Regions from separate parts of the Mus musculus genome. Here regions 1, 2, 3 and 5 are each linked to region 4. Evidence: chromatin contacts called from public Hi-C and HiCAR-type data. All regions are on one chromosome and are shown on one strand. Each heading gives the region's core, a stretch centred on a gene start, on an enhancer-like site or on the middle of the called end of the contact. The rest is flanking DNA. Distances are from core to core; before and after follow the strand shown. Region 1 holds the start of Ascc3 (activating signal cointegrator 1 complex subunit 3). Region 2 holds the start of Mcm9 (minichromosome maintenance 9 homologous recombination repair factor). Region 3 overlaps Gm40650 (predicted gene, 40650). Region 4 holds the start of Nus1 (NUS1 dehydrodolichyl diphosphate synthase subunit). Region 5 holds the start of Asf1a (anti-silencing function 1A histone chaperone).

Region 1 (2,700 bases), core at 29-2,528, 1.8 Mb after region 4:
ATTCACTCATGTAAATAACACTAAGCTACACTTAACTGACATCTCTATGAATATTTTAATGCAACACAGTATTATCTTTGTGGATGGCTTACTTATGCAGTGGGTTTCATAGAATAAAGTAATCCTTTTTTTTTTTTAGGTTTTTTTTTTTTTTTTTTTTTGAGGCAGTGTAGCCCTGGCTGTCCTAGACCAGGCTGGCCTCGAACTCAGAAATCCGCCTGCCTCTGCCTCCCAAGTGCTGGGATTAAAGGCGTGCGCCATCACGCCCGGCGCAACACCAGTATTATAATCGTCATGACGTGAAAAACTAAATACAAAACATGAGCTAGAGCACGTCCAGCCTAGACTCAGAAGCGGAATTTGAGAACAATCAAACTCAGAAAACAAACGTTTCAGCTTATGAATCTGAAAAGGGGGTAGATATAGTTGACTGTTCTAATTTTTATCCAGGAACAACAACAACAACAACAACAACAACAACAACAAAAACCACACCACAGGTAGCAATTAGACTGCACTTGTGATGCATATCAAACTCAGTAGACTGAACTTCTTTCTTTTAAAGGTAAAGGAAATTACAGCATCCTACCAAGAACCACTTCATCTACCCCCTTAGCATAGACACTTCTTTATTTAAAAAAAAAAAAAAATACATTCTAGAGTCCTCCGATTGTTAAATTCACCCACTGCCCTGAACTCCAGGACCCAAAGCACTCGCTCCTCTGTGTTGTGGGGGAAACCCAACCCAACAGATGTAGGCGAAGAACGACGTTGCTAGGAATGTGTAATATAAATAAGGGGAGAGGGAGGAGAAAAACAGGTTAAGCCTAGAACAGAAAATTTTTCATCTTGTGGCCATTCTGTCCTTACACGTGGGCAATCGCGCTGGAGTTTTCACCCCAACCCCCACCTACAAACTTAGGTGAGCCGGGACGCCCAGCCGAGGGATGACAGCTCGGTCCACCCGCGCTCTTCCGGACTCTGAGACCAGCCCCGCCCCGCCGCACACTCGGGCTCCGCCACCCGCGCCCTCCCTCTCCCTAGCTCACCTCAGCCCCGCCGCCACGCGCGCCTCCGGCCTCCTGGAGGTTTGCTTCCTCTTCTCACTCCGGCGGAGCGGAGCGGAGGGCTGCGCCCCGACCTCCTCCGCAGCACACGCGGGCCGGCGGGGGTCGCTCGCTGTCACGCCTTAGCGCGCGAGGGCTGCCCAGCTGGCACTGACCCACAAACCCACACACCCGCGCCGAGCGACGGAGGGGCGGGGCGGGCGCCGGCCATACGTCACCGACCGCGACGCCAACGTCGCCACGTCAGCACCCGGCCGCCCTCGGCCCCGCCCATGCGGGGGTTGGCGTCGGGTGGCGTACACGCTAGCAAGTTTCAGCTCAGTTTTAGTGGTCCGACTCTTGGTTCCCTCCGGCCGACTCCCTAATCCCCGCTTGGTTCTGATAATGGCACCGAGTAATTAATTCCTATTGAAGGCAGAAACCAGTGAGTCACAGTCCCGTGGTTACTAGATGGTTCCGCCCACCTGCTCTAGGCTCAAGTTTCGATTTCCCTGAGTTTCATTATTCTCCACTTTGTACTTCTGAAGTTGTTTCTGACCTTCGAAACAAAACATCTGACGATAGCCTGGTGCGACTGGCAAATTTAGAAAAGCTAGCCTAAAAAAACTGCATTGTTGTTAAGTTTGAACTGATGAGCGAGGATACAGATGTGGTATGCATTGTCATCCTACCCTTTCAGCCCATTCTTCCCGAGACAGTTGTCCTAAAACTCACCAGAACCCTGTTTTATAGAAGCAGCATTGGTTGAATAATAAACATAACTTGCCAAACCCACTGGAAGTTCTGTATACCAGACTGAGGTAAGAAGACCTCAATAGCGATAGAAGCATTTCAGAAATTAAAATGAGATAACGCAGATGAAAAGAATCATGAAGTATTAATGAAACTTGGTAAGATTCACTAAGAGGAAAAGTTACTGGACTGTCAGCAATATGAAAGACCCATCTGGTGATAAAGGTTTGTCTGGTATGACCTGAACTTTATGAGGAAAACAAACAAAAACCCTTCACATTCTGAGAGTCCCTTCTAATACAATCCAAGGAACTAAATGCACTGTAGAAGCAATATATGACCATCACAGTCTCTACATTTCTCTAAGTTCCCAGTCTCTACATTTTCTAAGTAGATGCTGAATGCTTACATAATAGGGATTTGGGGGGAGGGAGACGCATTTTAGGAGAATTACTGGCTGGTTTTGCTAAAAGTTAGTCCAGTCGCATGTAGCCTTTCAAGCGTTTACAGTCTAACTCATTTTATCACCAAACTACAACTGGTGATCCCAAAGACTCTTGGTCTCACTAGAGAAAGAATTCTAGGAGAGATACAGAAGAGACTTAAGCAAAAGCAAATTCATTATAGTAAAAAAGCAGAGGCAGATATTCCCAAGTGGGAAGGCCACCTGAGAATCCAAGCAGAGGTGATGTGAGTGGCATAGAAATATTTTGCTAATCTGAGATACATAATTGTGGAATTTTCAGAAACAGAGAGAGCATTTCCATGAAGCAGGCAGGGAAGGAAGAGGGGTTTGATCAAACATAGAATTATAGTACCAAGATTGCAATTTTGGAACAGCATGTATGTTAAAAACCGCAACTATAAATAAGATGCTAATTAATTTCCAGCTGAACTTTTG
Region 2 (2,700 bases), core at 180-2,679, 1.2 Mb before region 4:
GCAACCCTTACCTCAAAAGGAGAGAACAGTTTATCCTGGAACAAACTATGAGTGGCTATGGTCCAGTTTCTCCCCTTCCGTGGTCCAATGTACTAATAGTGCTCCAATGTGTGAAGTTTTTATAGGGACATAAAATCATTAAGATTGAACCAATGTATCATACAGGTGTACTGCTTAATTTCAAATGTCAACTTGCCTTAACCAAGAATTACCTCAGAAAAGAGATTTTTTTTTTTTTTGCTTGTTTGTTTTGTTTTGTTGAAATGTATCTGGCTGTCCTGGAACTCACTTTGTAGATCAGGCTGGCCTTAAACTCACTGAGATCAACCTGCCAGAATTAAAGGCCTTTGCCACCATGCCTAGCTGAGAAGGGAGTCTGAATTAAGGAACTGCCTGTATCAGATTGACCAGTAGGAATGTCTTTGAGACATTGTATCCTTAACTGATGTAAAAAGAGGGCCTGGCCCTAGGAAGTAACACCCTTAGGCTCTAATGTAGAAAGTCTTCAGGAACAATTTGAAGTTCAGAAAAACACTTATTAGTTGAGCTAGGGACATTTTGAGATCAGGGAACATGAACGGTGGCAGCACGTGCTGACATGACTCTCTTGCTGAAGCTGAGTTGGGGTCAAGATAATGAATTTCTTTTTTGTTTTTGTTTTTTCGAGACAGGGTTTCTCTGTGTAGCCCTGGCTGTCCTGGAACTCACTCTGTAGACCAGGCTGGCCTCGAACTCAGAAATCTGCCTGCCTCTGCCTCCCAAGTGCTGGGATTAAAGGCGTGCACCACCACGCCCGGCCAGATAATGAATTTTTTATATCCAATTTTGCCCTCAGCTGCCTGATTTGATTTAATAAAAATTGCTGATAGGTAGATGTGCAGTCAGAGGATTTAAAGTAGAAGTGACTTCACAAAACCGTAACACCACTTATAAAATTTAGCTCGAAATGGATCAGAGAACTACACGAAATGGAAAATATTGTGACGTGGAAGTAGGCAGATTCCTTAAATACATCGCCAACCCAAAAAAAAAAAAAAAACAAAAACAAAAAAAAAACAACAAAATCACTTGTGTTCTAAGATATCTGAAGGTGCAAACCAAAGTCGAGTCCCAGATCGCCCACATCCCGCCCTAATACGTCACCAGGGTTCCCCTTCTCTCCGCCCTAGTCTCCACCCCGCGTTCGCCCATCACCAATCCGCGGAATTCCTGCCAGCCTGAATTATCCACTTCACCCTAAACCCGCCCTCGAAGCCGGTGTCCCGCTCAAACCCCGCCCCATGCCTCCGAGACCCGCCCCTCAGACGTCTTGTCCGGCCCAAACCCCGCCTCCAGCTCCCCGAGTCCCGCCTCTCTCCCTGCTCCCGCCTCCCGCTCGCAGACTCCAGCGTCCGTCCTGGCGCGCGCCCGCCTGCGTCCGCACCCGGAAGAAGCCCCAGCGGCCGGAAAGTTGAGGCAGTGCGCGGCTCGGGGTCCGCGGGAAGCTCAAGTCCTTCAGAGGCCGAGCGAGAGCAGCGCGAAGAAGCCTGCGCGCCCCCGCGCAAGGCGGCCCCCTCGAGCGGCCGCGCGCACGCCCCGCCCCCTCCAACGCCGCGCGGGTCGGGCTGGGGCGACCACGGCCGCAGCGCGGTCCCGGCGACCAAGACAGTGCGTGTTGAGCCCGTAAGTGACCACCGCAGCGTGAGGTCCCGGGGGATCGTTTCCCTCCCGTGGTTAGCGTCAGGTCTCGTCCGCATCCTTTAATTTCTAAACTCCCCGCAGGGCTGGGAGGCCACAGCCAACCACCTGTGGATTAGAAGCGAATTTCCAAATGCTTTCCAAAGCATCCCTCCGCTAGGCTCTCGCTCGCCAGGCGGCCTGGAGGCGCGCAATGAGCGCGCACCCGCGAATGGCGCGCAACGCGGGATTGAGACGCGCGGGGCGTGGCCACAGCTCCCGAGGGGCGGGGCTACGCGAGCCTAGGTGAGGGACAAGGCTCTATCCCCAAACTGCTCTTTTTGGCGCCACCTTGCAGTGGATAGTATGAAATAAAGCAAAGCCATTTTATTTGTTTGGATGCCAGAGGCAAGAGGAGAGAGAATTTGATAGTTGTACAACCATCGTCCCCCCTCCCCTAGACAGTAAATGGCTTAAGTTTGTAACGGGATGCCTGAGTTTATAGGTTGATAAACTTGTCTAATTGCACGGATGTTGGAAAAAAAAAAAAAGAAGAAGAAAGCTGTGTTTAAAAAATATCGGTCTGTTTAACACTGTAATTTACCGGTTTAACTAGGCAAACATTTAACCTGCCCCTGTTAGGAACTTAAAATTCTTTGCCCGCCCTCTTTCTGCGCTGTTGGAGTTGGGTATGTTGTTAATTGTTGTTTCGGATTTCTGCTCTACATTCACTTTGTATTTGTAAAATCGTAAAGATATTCCTTTGGTCACTCTTGAGGGTAGTGCTGTGATTTTTTTTTCCCAGCTAAGATCCACATCATGAAATACTATGATCCCTTTCCCAAATAATCTCTTTTTTTACTCTTGGCTGATTGATTATGCTATTACCTAACCAAAACCAAGTCGCTTAGTATTTTAGTGTTGGCTTACTTTGACTGATTCTCTGAAAAATACTCTCTTAATCTCATACCAGCCTCCTGTACTTGTCAGTGTTCTTGGCTTAAGTGTGATGCAACTTTATACTTTATACCTCCCAGCTGAGCA
Region 3 (2,700 bases), core at 145-2,644, 1.1 Mb before region 4:
TCATGGCCCCACACCTCTGGGTACATCTCTGCGGGATTATCCTGATTAGCATAATTGAGGTAGAAAGACCCACCAAAATGTGGGCAGCGTCATTCTAATAGTCTGGAGTCCTGGGTTGAACAAAAGGAGAAAGGCAGCTGTGGACAAGCATTCTGCTCTCTTGGCTGCTTACTGTGGACACAAGGAGAACAGCTACCTGCTGCTCATGCCACAGCACACTCCCTGCCATAGCTCATGGTGACATTCACAAGGGTAAGGACAATAGACCTTTCCCTCCTTTAGTTGTTTTTGTTGGGAGAACAAGTTGCTTACTGGCAGCAATGAGACCAGGTGTCTAACGCAAGTTACACCGTGAGAGGCAGGGTGTGTTTCTACGGGAGAAGCTGCATCTTTAAAACATCTTGAGACATCTTAGGAGTTACAAAAAAAAAAAAAAAAATAGTGTCTCTTAGGTGACATTCAAAAGACAATACGATGTCTGGTGTATAATCTCCTGTCCCTTTCTTGTCAGATTCCCACTGATACTTACATAGCTCCCTCAGGCTCCCCTCCCTGTTTCCCTCTGACACAATCTTACTTGTGTGCCTCACATTGATTAGCCTGATGACAGATAGCTGTGAGCATTGCTCAGGAGAGTGAGGAGGCAGTCAGAGGAAAGCTGGTAGCCACAGTATATCAATAATTATTCATGCTTTGACATGTAGCCATGTCTGGCTTTTTTTTTTTTTTTTTTTTTTTAAGATTTATTATTTATTATATGTAAGTACACTGTAGCTGTCTTCAGACACTCCAGAAGAGGGAGTCAGATCTCATAACAGATGGTTGTGAGCCACCATGTGGTTGCTGGGATTTGAACTCCGGACCTTCGGAAGAGCAGTCGGGTGCTCTTACCTGCTGAGCCATCTCACCAGCCCCATGTCTGGCTTTTTATATGGGAATCTGAACTTGGTTCTCAGGGCTGTGCCCCAAATGCTCTGTTACCCACTGGGCCATCTCCCAACCTCTATGTATATTAAAATACTTATGGGATGCCTCCTGTATGCTAGCAGTTCAGAACGAACAGAGGCGGGTTAATTACATTAGCCGAATAAATAAAAACATAGAATAACAAGTTGTAGTGGTTTAGAAGAGAATGACTGTCACAAGCTCATATAGTTTAATGTTTGGTTCCCAATAGATGGACTCTTTAGAAAGGATTAGAGGTATGTGTGTGGCCTTGGTGGAGGAAGTGTGTCACTGCAGGTAGGCTATGAGGTTTCAAAAGCCCACTTCTGGCCCAGCCTAGTTCTCTTTCTGCTTCCTATCTGTGGACCAGGAGGTAAGTTCTTAGCTACTGCTCCAGCACCATCCCAGCCGTCATGCTCCCGCACCATGATGACCATGGACTAGCCCTACGGAACCGTAAGCAGGCCCCTGATTAAATGCTTTCTTTCATGAGCTGCCTTGGTCATGGTGTGCCTTCACAGAAAGAGAAGTAGATAAGACGTAAGGGTAACATGAAAGTGATTTTCTTCTTTGCATTTTCCCCATTCCAGAAGTCAGTGGTTTGAATAAGGAAGAGGCTATTTCTTGCTTACATAACCCATCAGGTGGAAGCAATCAAGTCAGGGATGAGAACGGCTCATGTGAGAGGTGGGGGTCCAAGCGTCTTCAGTCTGGTTGTCTCTCTAGACCAGTGTACTGGCAATGCAACATCAGATCTCTGTGGTCACGTTCCAGGCTGTGGGGAAGAGGACATTTCTTCACCAGTGGGATAACCTGAAACTTTACTATTTTTCCTCCCTGAAATGATTCATGTTTTCACTTCTATGGGTAAGGCATTCTGGGAATACAATCTTGTGCTGTAAATGTGCCAACAGAGGTTGCCTTATGTGTTAACTAATGAAGAGGGGAAGATAAGTTTCAGTACATATTTTTTAGTCTTCTTTACAATCGACAACTAATTCACTGTTTGCTAAGAGCACGTTGGAAAAAAATCCAAACTTGGTTCTCAGTCTCAATGGCTTTTTAGCCCTACAGTTTCCTTACACCTCCAGACTGTCACCATATCAGGCAGTCCCTATATAGGAAATCCAGAAACCATTCTGGCTGATAGCTCAAGGCTGAAGTAAAGAGCCTGATGATACCATCTGGTTGCAAGACAGCTTTTAAGGACTGTCCGTCAAGAAAAGAGTGGAGAAAACAGAATTGGGTAGAGACAGAAAATGGGCTGTCAGAAGTGGGGGTAACAGCCTCAGCTGTCCCCAAGGGAACTCTGCATTGGAAGTAACTCATCAGCCCAACTCCACGCTGGGCTGAAATCACAGGTGTCTTTCACACCCGCTGAGAAGAGAGAAATTCAGGGCCATGGCTCCACAACTGAGAGTTCCCTACAGCAGTGGTCCTCAGTCTTCTTCATGCCACCACCCCCTAATACCATTCCTCATGTTTTGGTGACCCCCCAGCCATAAGATCATTTCTGTTGTTACGTAAAGCTGTAATTTTATCACTGTTACGAATCATAATGTAAACATCTGTGTTTTCTGATAGTCTTAGGTGACCCCTGTGAAAGGGTCATTCTACCCCACCATAGGAGTCTCCACTCACAGGGTGAGAACCACTGCTCTACAGGAAAGCCTGACCAAATCTTTAAAGAGGAACATGGCACATCCTCCCTCCCCCTCCCCTCCCCTCCCCTCCCCCTCCCCCTTTCCCTCTCCC
Region 4 (2,700 bases), core at 80-2,579:
TTTGCCATTATAACTAACGCTTTAGGCTTGTCATGCAGTAAGTGTTGAGTTCTGTCCTTAACAAACCCGTGGTGAAATCCACTGCCTTGATTACTTGAAGGAACACAAGTGTATCTAGTACTGTACTGGCCTCTAAGGTGAAATGGCAACACGTGATTTCAGGCCTTTTTCCAGGCCTATCAAAACTCTCACACACTTTTCAGAAACCCCATTCAAATGCCACCTAACTCCAAGAGAGCTCATTTGGAAATCCTACAATGCAGCTCACGTATAAAGCCGCCACTGCTTGGTCGCCCTTAAGATGAGTTCATTGAACCCCCTTGAAGAGACACTTTGAAGAGCGCACAGACTGGTTAACTCCCCGTTACTTTTATGACCTTGGGCAAATCAGTTAATGTTCTGAACGTCAGCTCCCTCTTTCGTGAAACAAAGCCAGAGAAAACCACCTCCCTTAACGGACTACATTAAATATCTTTTACATGTTACAAACACTAACCAAATCTAAAGACTTTGTCAACGTCAACGTTCAATAAGACTGATCTCCCTTCCTCGAAAGCACCAGCACAGTGTAAGGGCCAAGGGCTACCGAAACTCGCAGGGCCTGGAGAGGGCGGCGGCCTCGCAGGACGACCGGGAACAAACTAGCTAGAAACGTAGTCCTCAGACTCGGAAGTGCCTCGGTCACCCCACCTCCCACCCGGCCTCACCTTGGTGGTCGTAGACGCTAATGTAGGAGATCCCCACGGCCATACACCACACCACGAGGCTGGCGATGTCTGAGAAGCTGGGCTCCTGCACTTCCTCCGTGACCAACAGGCCCATGTGCACCGGCAGCTTCTGCAGGGACCGGACGTCCGCGCGCCAGCGCAGCCGAGGATGGGTGGCGGCCGGTCCCGGTCCCGGTCCCGGTCCCCCGTGCGGGTGCCGGTGATGACGCCGGTTCCTGCCGACGGCCCGGGGCTTGCGGAGCGTGAAGCCGAGCGGCGCTAGGACCGCGGCGGAGGCGGCGCGACAGCAGCGCCGCCAGATCCAGTTCCAGGTGCCGAAGCGAACGCGGAGCCAGGAGGTGAGCGTGAGGTGCAGGCAGAGCAGCGCGTGCAGCACCCGCCACACCAGCTCGTACAGCCCCGTCATACTCCTGTGGCGCTCGGGCACCGTCACCTCCCTCCGGCCCACACCCGCGGCGCGACAGGGTCTTATCCGCCCCAGCGGCCGGCGCGGGCCATCGCTCCGCGTCCCCCCACCCCCCGCGCCCGAGCCCCTCGCCACTGCCAACACCTCACCTAGCCCCCGCCGCCATCTTCCTCCGCCCTCCGCAGCCCCGCCCCCGTTAGTACATGGAGAGTTCTGATTGGCTGCCGGGGAACTCCGACGCGACCGGGAGTCGTGGCTGGAGCCGCCACCGCACTGCTAAAGAGAGCGTGCGCTTGAGAATGAGGCTGGCTCCGGGCCGCTGGCGCCCCCTGGGGATGAGGAGGGCGACGCGCCAACGCCTCTAGCCTTTCTCCTATGGAATGATTGGGCTGTTCCTCAGACTGAGGGGAGGATCTGCAGCTTGAGATTTGTTGCCTATCTCCCCCTCACGGCCATGACAGAAACGATTCCCAAGGAGTTAAAAGCAATCTAAATGAACTGGAAGTTACACAGAGAGAATCCACCACCGCATCAGCAAGTGTAGATGCTGGAAATCGACCACGGTCCCCAAACAGAAGTGTTCTTGTCCCCAAAGGCTCAAGTGTTCTTGGAGAGGTCTCATCACAGTTCTTTGTCCAATCTTCCGACGAGAATAGAACGTCCCAGAATGGGAATGAAGTCCTACAGCATAGGACCTGGAAACAGACTGTTAGGGTCTGACACTGTTAGGGTCCCTAACAAATCAAGCTCTGCCACCTGTCCTTCATAGACCAATGACACAATAGAAGGTAAATACAGAAAAGCGAAACTGATTCAATGTGGCCACTCTGAGAAGAGAATCAGTGCCCAGATACAGTTGGATCTGTGTAATACAGACATATTTTTTACTGTATAGCCCCTTTTCCCATTAGGAAATGTCTACAGGCCTTAATGTTTTGGCCATTGTCACCTGTTTTAATTGGTCTCATTTCTGTAAGAATTGCTTTGCTTTAGTTTAAAACGTGAGTCTCATGTCCATCTGCAAGTTTTGTTGCCTTTGGCAGGAAATGCCTGTGGAGGAATTTTAATTGGGCAACATGGCTCCTCTCAATAACCGTAGCCAAAGATATGATCTGGCCATGATCCACACTGGATTACAGTATGATCTGGCTGGAATACACACACTCCCTTAGCACATACCTGTAATCCCTGACAATGAAGATAAGGCTAGTTTGTTGAAGGAAGCATCCATGTTTGAAATTGATGTTTAATTGAAGGGCAAAGTTATGAATCAGGAAAAAAATTGAGTGAGAGATAGGATACGTCCAACTCACAGAAAAACAGACAGGAAACAGATGCTAGTTATGGGAGGGAGGAGAGAGAGAGAGAGAGAGAGAGAGAGAGAGAGAGAGAGAGAGGTGGAGTGGGGAGGTGGGTAGTATATGTGTATGGCAGTTTTACAAAAACAGTTTTACTGAGATAGGTTACAGAGGGAACAAACTAGATACAAGTGAAGACAGAATGAGTCAGAGAATGAGAGTCAGAACATATTAGAACATATTGCCAAAGTTAGTATGAAGCCAGTCA
Region 5 (2,700 bases), core at 80-2,579, 1.2 Mb before region 4:
AGGATAATACAAGGCATTTTGTCGAAATACTTTCAAGTCCCAAGATGTCCTCCTAGTTAACTAAAATTTAACACCAATGAAGTTAAACTTTTTGTTTCAAATGTTGAAAATGAAGCATTGATTTTAATAAAATCTAAGAAAAGCGTTAAGAAGCCATATTTTAGCTTTCTAAGTTCTGTATTACCTCACTATTTCGCATTTTTTAAACCGTAAAATGTACTTCAGAAAGGATTTTGCCTTCTATCTCCCAGCTAACGTTTGCATTTTCTCCATCTGCTTGGACGTGGAGTTATTTTAATTGCTTCTTCTTCACACGTTCTGGAGAAAGTCTTTCAGACTTTCTAAACGCCAGAGAAGTGCCTGGAATTGGTTAAGCACCCTGCTTCTGCTCTAGGGTGCCATGGAACTTCCCAGCCCCTCACCATTTCTCTCCGAGAGGTCTCTGTCCCCGGGGAGAGGCGGCGCACAGCATCCCGGGCGCCCGCGGAGAGCACGGCCGCCCCCCGGGAGCCAGGCGCCGAGGGGCCGAGCCCAGCGCCCGCCTTCCGCGCTGGTTGGTGGAGGGAGCCGGAGAGCGGCGCGAGGACAGCCTCGGCGGGGCTCGGGCGGGAAGGCGCGGGCCCGCTCGCCCCCGGCGGTCCGGAGCAGGCGTCGTGCCGCCGGGTAAGATGGCTCCGCTTCCCACCGGCCCAGCTTGCTCCCCACCGGGCCGTGGGGCCCTGGGGCCGCCGAGGCCGCACGACCCCCCGCCAGCGCCGCGCGAGCCGGGGGCCGCCGAGCGCCGCCCGCCGCAGACAAAGCTGACAACATGGCTCCCTCCGCCCGGCAAGTTGCTCGCAAGTTGCGGCGCGGCCGGCGTCCCTCAACTTCAAGTTTCCCTCGCATGGCCGCCCTCCCGCCGGCCGCCGGCCGCGGCCCACCCCGCGCGAGGCCGGGCCGGGAAACTTTAACGTCCGCCGCCGCAACTGACAGCCCGGCGCCACTCGCTCACCTTCAGACAGGTCCTCGATGCACTCGAAGGTGATCTCGAACTGGAACGGGTTGTAGAAAGGCGACGGGTTATCCAGCACCACTACATTGTTCACCTGAACCTTTGCCATATTTTGAAGAAAACACAAACAATGGGGCCGGGGCTGGCGGCACCACCGAGTCCCGCGCGCGGCCGCTCCGAGAGCGCAGACCCCCGCCCCGGCGCGGCGCGGCCCGACGTCGTGCAGCTGCGACTTGAGAAACTTTTTTTTCCTTTTTATTTACACGGCGGCACTCCACGGTGTTTTGCAGCTTTCCTATTTCACTAAACTACAGCCCATTCTGCCCTGATAACTAGCAGCGTTGCCCGCGATTGGCTGCCCCCGAGCTCTGACCCTCCTCCTCCAGCGAGGGCCGCGGCGGCGAGCAAGATGGGCTCCCGCTCGCAGAACGGACGGGAAACTTTCACTGCGGCTCCACCTGCTGGTGCGGACCAGGACAAAGGCGCAGAACAAAGTGAGTGGAATAGGGGCTGGGAGGCCCGCGCGGAGGCCGCCGGCGGCGGGGGAGGGGCGACGCAGGCCCCGCCCCCGCCCGGCGGGGCCGCGCCACACGTCGGGCGTGGCCGCGGCGGGACGGAGGGGGCGGGACCCGTGGGGTGGGCGGGGCCGGCGGTGGAAGCAGGAGGGCGCGAGGCGGCCCCGTGTGTGTGCGCAGCATGGGCCTTGGGGTTTTTCGGGTTTTCTTCCAGCCTTTAACGCTTCCCCCACCAGTGCCGGCGGCTTTGCTGGCTCTGCTGGATTTAGCAGATAAGGTGTGCTTTGCAGCCCTTGTCAGGCCCAACTAGCTGTCTGTGCTTCTCGCAATCGTAATGGTAGAGAATAGGGAGAAGGGCTGGTTGCAGTGGGAATAAATTGCATTTTTATAGCCCATGTCAGCTCGAAAGGAGCAAGCCATTTTGGAATTCAAGTTCTTGGCCACGACAGTGCGGTGAAATAGATACAAAATGAGGGCGGGGTGATTTTACACACACACACGCAGGCTAGAAAAAAAATATGCGATCTTCAGCTGCATGTTGGATTTCTTCCCATTTAATAACTGAAAAGATGTAAAACAAAACAAAAAAAAAGAAATAAAAGGGGGAAAACGTGATCAGTTACAGCGAGGCTTCTGTTGTTGGGGGGGCACAGAGAAAGAAGTCAAAAGTCGAGAAAATGGAAGTGTCTGAAGGCCAAAGGACAACAAATGTATTTTTGGTGGAATATGAGAAAGGAGAAAGCACAGATAACATGCCATTTGCTCTTCAAGGCATTTATAACAAACATTCATAAGTGAAAAAGTGCAGCACACCAATTCTGAGGAGACCTTCCATGCCTGTGACGCCTGTGAGACCATTTCAAGGCTGACTGGAGGAAAAGTTGCTTGTTTATGGTACTTAGCCACTGTGGGTAGACTAGGAAACAGGAAACGGAAACCTAACACCTTTGTGAATGTGAACTGATTCTTTTTACTGTGGAGGTGTTACTCATAAACCATTGGGTTCTTTTCTTTTTCCTTATAAATGAAACTACTAAACTATTCAATAAAATCCGGAGTGAAAATTATGTCTTAGTATTAATCTGCAAGTGAAGTTTCTGCTAGTGTGCAGAATTTAATTAATCTTCCTTGGACAGGTTGAGACTCAACTGGATTGCTGTGGATGATCTGTCCTTGTCCGAAGACCTTTAGTTA

Evidence for each region. A called contact is a pair of places that touch in the nucleus more often than the background predicts. HiCAR-type assays count read pairs that join an accessible place to other places.
Region 1: a contact with region 4 is called in a Hi-C map of muscle stem cells, with 5 times the contacts expected there. The contact joins the promoter of Ascc3 here to the promoter of Nus1 in region 4. A contact is called at or near these places in 4 of 39 promoter capture datasets (the 3T3-L1 cell line, liver, neutrophils and 1 more), 6 of 484 Hi-C or Micro-C datasets (B cells, CD4 T cells, CD8 T cells and 2 more), 2 of 115 datasets of contacts at active chromatin or transcription factors (cardiomyocytes and thymic regulatory T cells) and 2 of 9 other capture datasets (adipose tissue and liver).
Region 2: a contact with region 4 is called in a Hi-C map of memory CD8 T cells, with 16 times the contacts expected there. The contact joins the promoter of Mcm9 here to the promoter of Nus1 in region 4. A contact is called at or near these places in 3 of 39 promoter capture datasets (the C10 cell line, liver and pre-B cells), 4 of 484 Hi-C or Micro-C datasets (CD4 T cells, memory CD8 T cells, regulatory T cells and 1 more), 8 of 115 datasets of contacts at active chromatin or transcription factors (astrocytes, cardiomyocytes, double positive thymocytes and 5 more) and 1 of 9 other capture datasets (adipose tissue).
Region 3: a Hi-C map of the N1E-115 cell line shows a contact between it and region 4, with 5 times the contacts expected there. The contact joins the enhancer-like site here to the promoter of Nus1 in region 4. A contact is called at or near these places in 3 of 39 promoter capture datasets (hippocampal neurons and liver), 8 of 484 Hi-C or Micro-C datasets (the N1E-115 cell line, Th1 cells, adipose-derived mesenchymal stem cells and 4 more), 7 of 115 datasets of contacts at active chromatin or transcription factors (astrocytes, differentiating embryonic stem cells, embryonic forebrain and 4 more) and 1 of 9 other capture datasets (embryonic stem cells).
Region 5: a HiCAR-type map of astrocytes shows a contact between it and region 4, with 5 times the contacts expected there. The contact joins the promoter of Asf1a here to the promoter of Nus1 in region 4. A contact is called at or near these places in 6 of 39 promoter capture datasets (the C10 cell line, the HPC-7 cell line, cranial neural crest and 2 more), 9 of 484 Hi-C or Micro-C datasets (B cells, CD4 T cells, cortical neurons and 5 more), 8 of 115 datasets of contacts at active chromatin or transcription factors (the NIH/3T3 cell line, the SCID.adh cell line, astrocytes and 5 more) and 2 of 9 other capture datasets (adipose tissue and liver).

Annotation. Positions count from the first base shown.
Region 1 is chr10:50,591,247-50,593,946 of GRCm38.p6, reverse strand. It overlaps Ascc3 (activating signal cointegrator 1 complex subunit 3), which reads right to left and starts at 1,278. Exons shown (of 42, transcript NM_198007.2): 1 at 1,050-1,278.
Region 2 is chr10:53,628,686-53,631,385 of GRCm38.p6, reverse strand. Mcm9 (minichromosome maintenance 9 homologous recombination repair factor) reads left to right here and starts at 1,429. Exons shown (of 13, transcript NM_027830.3): 1 at 1,429-1,662.
Region 3 is chr10:53,512,960-53,515,659 of GRCm38.p6, reverse strand. Gm40650 (predicted gene, 40650) reads right to left here. Exons shown (of 4, transcript NR_169148.1): 4 at 1,116-1,720. All of the region lies in intron 2 of Gm20597 (predicted gene, 20597), which reads left to right. Among named protein-coding and RNA genes, the nearest start is that of Gm20597, 4.7 kb to the left of the region's middle. Within about 2 kb of position 1,394, at least 1 of the 459 cell types and tissues checked has an H3K27ac peak or open chromatin away from gene starts, as enhancers often do. A contact at or near this core is called in the N1E-115 cell line, where this site is marked.
Region 4 is chr10:52,416,176-52,418,875 of GRCm38.p6, reverse strand. Nus1 (NUS1 dehydrodolichyl diphosphate synthase subunit) reads right to left here and starts at 1,329. Exons shown (of 5, transcript NM_030250.2): 1 at 708-1,329. The coding sequence starts at 1,134.
Region 5 is chr10:53,595,590-53,598,289 of GRCm38.p6, reverse strand. Asf1a (anti-silencing function 1A histone chaperone) reads right to left here and starts at 1,329. Exons shown (of 4, transcript NM_025541.3): 1 at 992-1,329. The coding sequence starts at 1,100. All of the region lies in intron 7 of Mcm9 (minichromosome maintenance 9 homologous recombination repair factor), which reads left to right.